Regions from separate parts of the Mus musculus genome. Here region 1 is linked to region 2. Evidence: chromatin contacts called from public HiChIP or PLAC-seq data. All regions are on one chromosome and are shown on one strand. The core of a region is the stretch at or near the end of the contact, and the rest is flanking DNA. Distances in the headings are between cores, read along the strand shown. Region 1 overlaps Plekha2 (pleckstrin homology domain-containing, family A (phosphoinositide binding specific) member 2). Region 2 has its middle 7.2 kb from the start of Gm30692.

The links. HiChIP or PLAC-seq counts read pairs in DNA pulled down with a chosen protein or histone mark.
Region 1: a FOXA1 HiChIP or PLAC-seq map of pancreatic cancer cells shows a contact between it and region 2. The contact joins two enhancer-like sites. A contact is called at or near these places in 2 of 115 datasets of contacts at active chromatin or transcription factors (microglia and pancreatic cancer cells).

The regions. Positions count from the first base shown.
Region 1 is chr8:25,066,839-25,069,538 of GRCm38.p6, reverse strand. All of the region lies in intron 3 of Plekha2 (pleckstrin homology domain-containing, family A (phosphoinositide binding specific) member 2), which reads left to right. Among named protein-coding and RNA genes, the nearest start is that of Htra4, 29 kb to the right of the region's middle. Within about 2 kb of position 1,393, at least 187 of the 459 cell types and tissues checked have an H3K27ac peak or open chromatin away from gene starts, as enhancers often do. A contact at or near this core is called in pancreatic cancer cells, where this site is marked.
Region 2 is chr8:24,418,178-24,420,877 of GRCm38.p6, reverse strand. No RefSeq gene overlaps it. Among named protein-coding and RNA genes, the nearest start is that of Gm30692, 7.2 kb to the right of the region's middle. Within about 2 kb of position 1,412, at least 147 of the 459 cell types and tissues checked have an H3K27ac peak or open chromatin away from gene starts, as enhancers often do. A contact at or near this core is called in pancreatic cancer cells, where this site is marked.

The sequences.
Region 1 (2,700 bases), core at 144-2,643, 650 kb before region 2:
TGGGCAAACTAGGAAATAACTGAACCTGGCCCATGGTGTTATCTTTTCATTGTCCTTCTGTCCCATCCCAGAGGTCTTCACACAGCCAGCCCCCAGCCCTACTGGATCTATTTTTTGAGGGCTTCTGATAGATAACAGGTCCTCCAAAAATACTGGCTATTAACTATTTGTGTGTTGTGGGCTGGGTGTGGACGGGTAGAGAGAGAGACTCCAAAACAGTGATTCTCAACCTGTGGGTCGGGACCCCTTGAGGTGTTGAGCGACCCTTTCACAGGGGTCACCTAAGACCATAGGCAAACACAGAGATTTCCACTATGGTTCATAACTGTAGCAAAATTACAATTAGGAAATAGCAAGAAAATAATTCTATGGTTGGGTAGCATGAGGAACTGTATTTGAGGGCCACAGTTGGACAGAACACAGGGTCCCCAATGAAGGTGATAGAGAAAGTACCCAAGGAGCTGAAGGGGTCTGCAGCCCCATAGGAGGAACAACAATATGAACCAACCAGTACCCCCAGAGCTCCCTGGGACTAAACCACCAACCAAAGAAAACACATGGTGGTGGGACTCATGGCCCTAGCTGCATATGTAGCAGAGGATAGCCTAGTCAGTCATCAATGGGAGGAGAGGCCCTTGGTCCTGTGAAGGTTCTGTGCCCCAGTATAGGGGAATGCCAGGTTAAGGAAGTGGGAGTGGGTGGATTGGTGAGCAGGGGGAGGGGAGAGGGGATAGGAGATTTTTAGAGAGGAAACTAGGAAAGGGGATAACATTTGAAATGTAAATAAAGAAAATTTCAAATAAAAAAAGCAAAGGAAAGGAAAGGAAAGAAGAGAAGAGAAGAGAAGAGAAGAGAAGAGAAGAGAAGAGAAGAGAAGAGAAAAGAAAAGAAGAGGCCACGGTGTTAGGAAGGCTGAGAGCTACTACTGCTCTGGAGAGCCCACTGAAGGGCACTGATAAATTTCCAGATAAATATGCTTACGTATGTACCAACTTGAAAGGCCTCTGATGATTGTGTGGGTGGCTTTCTTACTTTGTTGCGGGACAGTCTCCTCTGACACTGGGGCATGCTTTTGAGTTCTCCAAGACCTTCCTCTGCTTTTGTCCCGGGTGCTGAGAGGCCTCACTTCCGGCCAACGGCAGACAGGGTGTGGCTGGCCCTCACGGTGTCCCGACGCTTGGGTGACGCTTAGGTTGCTACTGCGTCTGATAATCGAAAGCTCCTGAGACTGTCCAGCTGCCAGGTGGCTCTTCTGCGTCACTCGTGGGGGGCCCCAAGGGTATTCTTTTCTTCACCCCGACACTCTCTCGATGTTGGCGTGCTCACAGGACCTGCCAGCCGACCACTGTTGGGCAGTGACTCAATTGTGTCTGCCTTGTGGTATGAGAATGTTTGTGCCTGGGTGCCCTCGCTTGAGTCAGACTGTTGGATGTCCTCACCCACCTGTGGCCACACTGCTTCCTGTAGGGCCTGTGCTCTTCCTGTGTTTGAAGATGGTTGTAGCCTGACACTGTCACCAACGGGTGGAAGGTAGATGCGGGGGGGGGGCAGGGGGGGGCTGTCCAAGCCTCTGGGGGCAGGCTGTCAGGGACAGGCCAAAGTCAGAGTTCTGCAACAGCCCTTCTCTGTGGACGTAGCCACAGGTGGACAAATTAATTTTTCGTGCCTGCTGCCCTGTGTCTGTGAGAAGGACATTTACCTTCTCACGTTGGTGTTACTAAGGGAGAAACTGGTCTATGGAGGTTCTTAACCCTGGTCTACAGCTAATCAGGACAGAACAGGGATCAATCTCATTAGTTTGGCAATGAATTACTTTGCCCAACAACACTTCCATGCTAAGCCATGAGGCTGGGGCACACTGTAAATGCACATGCATGTGGACCCTCCGACTATAAAGTGCATATACGAATATGAACAAGCAGAAAGCCGTGTATGGCCTTTGGAAGCTCTGGTTCTCACAATAACTGCATGGGTAGCATTTTCCCAGGCTGACTAATCAGTGCAGTGAGCATGATCATTTGTAATCCACGTGGGGTCAAAGGGTCAGCCAGTGGCACTCTGTTCAGCCGGTGATAAATAGGAGTCTCCCCAGGAAAGGGCGATGCTACAGACAAGGTAGAGAGGATCTTAGGGACCAAGCTTCTCAACTCCATCAAAATTGCCAGCTGGATGAGAAGGAAGCTGGGAGGTGGGTGGGTTCCTAGGGCCAGAAAACAGCAGGTCCGTGACACTCAGGGTTAATGCAGGAACCCAGCCAAGCACAGCACAGCACAGCCCAACCCAACCCAACACAGCACAACCCAGCCCAGCCCAGCATACTATAGCATAGCATAGCATAGCATAGCATAGCATAGCATAGCATAGCATAGCATAGCATAGCATAGCATAGCATAGCATAGCCCAGCCCAGCCCAGCCCAGCCCAGCCCAGCCCAGCCCAGCCCAGCCCAGCCCAGCCCAGCCCAGCCCAGCCCAGCACAGCACAGCACAGCACAGCACAGCACAGCCAAGCATAGCATAGCCCAGCACAGCACAGCCCAGCATAGCCCAGCACAGCACAGCACAGCCTAGCCCAGCCCAGCCCAGCCCAGCCCAGCCCAGCCCAGCCCAGCCCAGCCCAGCCCAGCCCAGCCCAGCCCAGCCCAGCACAGCACAGCCCAGCACAGCATAGCCCAGCATAGCACAGCACACACAGCACAGCA
Region 2 (2,700 bases), core at 163-2,662:
GTGTGTGCGCGCACGCAATGGCTGTCTGTCTTTATGATTTAGATTCCTTGTGCATACATTTCTGATTTAGATTTTACCATTGCAGTTTATCACCAAGGAGAAGATTTTACAGAGTGTCTGGGGTACACTGTCTCTGTCGGCTTCAAACTACCTCACTAACTCAGAATGCCCACACTTCCCAGAGAAATGCCCTTGGGTAAAGGTCTTCCCCACAACACAGGACGCGCCTGCTCTCTTTCCCAAGCAAGAGCGCCCAGCCCTTCAGAGGTGAGGGAAGCTGACAGGAAATGATTCAGGAACCAGCGGTGCGTTTGCCTTGCCGCCCCTGTGCAGGCAGGAGGGAGCTTGCCATTCCCTGAAAGGCTTACTCAGTTATTCCACAGGCTCTAAAAATTGTGAAACTTCTGTCTGTTCTTTGTCTTTGGCAGTCTCCACCTGTGCAGTGGGCGGGTCTAAACGCTGCCTCCCTGTGAAATCTACTGTGCTCAAATATCTAGTTCTCTCTGTCTCTATCTGTCTCTATCTCTGTGTCTGTCTGTCTCTCTGTCTCTGTCTGTCTGTCTTTCTGTCTCTCTCTCTCTCTCTCTCTCTCTCTCTGTGTGTGTGTGTGTGTGTGTGTGTGTGTGTGTGTGTGTGTGACAGAAAGCTCAGCAAAGAGAGAAAGGTAGCTTTGGGGGATGAGAGGGGAGCTGTTGCCTGAGCTTCAGTACCTGGCATTTGTATTGTGTCTGTAGAATACAGCAACGTGACTCTCCAGACTCACTGTAGCTGCTGTGTGGAAGGAAGGTAGACAAGACGAGGGACAACGGTGTGGACGGAGAGAACAAGGAGACTTGGGTGGCTCTAAACATCAAAGAGGCAGCCTGGGAGAAGTAAGTTTTTGTGGAAGGCACGGCTAGAAATGACACAACAAATCTGTCCTAGAGCCTAGCTGTGCCCCTTGAGGCTGCAGCATCGGAAGTCAGCAGGGCACACCCCAGCTGCGCAGTGTCAGCAGGTTTGGAGTAGGGCTCAGGCAAGTGGCCTACAGTGTGGCAGATTGCTCATGGCCCTCCGGGACTTTTTAGATCTGGGAGAGCTAATCCTGTTTCTCCCTCACTCCACTGCCATTTGTAGTCACTGCAGGGGACACCACTCCTGAAACAGGAGACTACCTAGCATCTAGCACCATGAGAGAACGGAGCCCAGTCAGTCACCACAGACAGTACGATCAAGCAGTAGGCCTTTATGGGGAGTAGCCATGCGTGACTTAGTAGCAGGGAATCTTGGTGGCCTTCTGAAAGGGGAAGGGGTGTGTTCTTCCAGAGTAACACTTTGCCCTTTGAATGTGATTAGCAAGACAGGGATGGTCTATTCTTTAAAGGTCTCCCAGTGACCAAATTTGGCTTCTGAGAACTGACCTGCGGAACTACGCCTGAGTCATGTCTGTTTGCTTCATTGTCTGTCTTGGTTGTCATGGAAACATCACAGCTCAGTCCAAGGGTTCAGATTCCCGAAGTTAGCCTCAAACTAATCTATACAGATAGGTTTGCTTTCTTTGTCAGTCTTCAGTGACATCCTGCCCCACTCAAAGTAGAAGCTGAAGAATTCAACACTGCCCAGGGACAAGCCTAGTCTTTTCATCAGAGTAAAAATGTCCTCCCCTGTGTTTTGCTGGGAGCATGGTAATGATATTTAAAGAAATTCCAGATCACTTCCTGGTTATCTGACTGGAGGATCAAAGTTGTTCCCTTGTTAACATAGAAGCCCCACACATGCGAAAGGAATGTCAGAGCTCTTGACATTGTCTGTTTTGGTTTCATCCCTTAGCAAAATCTCAGGCCAGATCTGAGTAGCTCTGGGCATTTCTCTCGGAAGGATGCTCTCTGATGAGATATTTGGTGAATCTCTATTTCGTTTGATTCCTTGATAATATCTGCAAATCTCTCCAACTCAGACTCAAGGAAGGTTCAGATGGGATGGGTGTATGGTTTTCTTCAGGAGGCTGTTTGAACCAGATGCTCCACAGCCTTGCACCACAGCACAGCACAGTTGCTTGAACGGGGAGGCGATTTGCTTTGTTTATTACCTATACTGTTGAGAGTTATAAGTTGCCACTAACACTGTGCGAGCTCAAGGGGACAAAGAGAAAGGAAGGTGGTAGAGAAACTCACCGTAGATACGTATAAGGTGTCATGATGACTACACAGGGCTAACATGCAAATTACCTAGGACCCGTCTTATTCGAAGTAAGTGCTTACAAATGTCAAATTCCTTTCTCTTTCATTGGTTGGTAGTCATTGCCTGGTTGATATAAGGGAGGAAACATGTCTGATTACAATCCAGATGGATTTACCATTTTGCTAAACGCACAAAGAAACAAATCATATCAACGGAAAAGAGATCGGTGTGGACTGGAACAACAGACATACTTACTATAGTATGTAGACTGAAACTTAACAGTTTTCCCTGTCTTCTGTATCCCATGGAGGATGAGGAGCCATTTTAACAATCATAGATTCACATTCACTGACAGTTCTCTCTCATTATAGGAACCTGGTCCTGTATGAAACCTCAACCTGTTATTTCTATTGATAAATAGTGACTGTGCATCAGCCCCCTGCTCCTCTCTCTGGCTGATAGGGTCTCACACCTCTCTGATAGTGATAACTCCCCCACCCCCGGGAATCACGTAGGGGACGTACTCATCAGTGCTGGTAG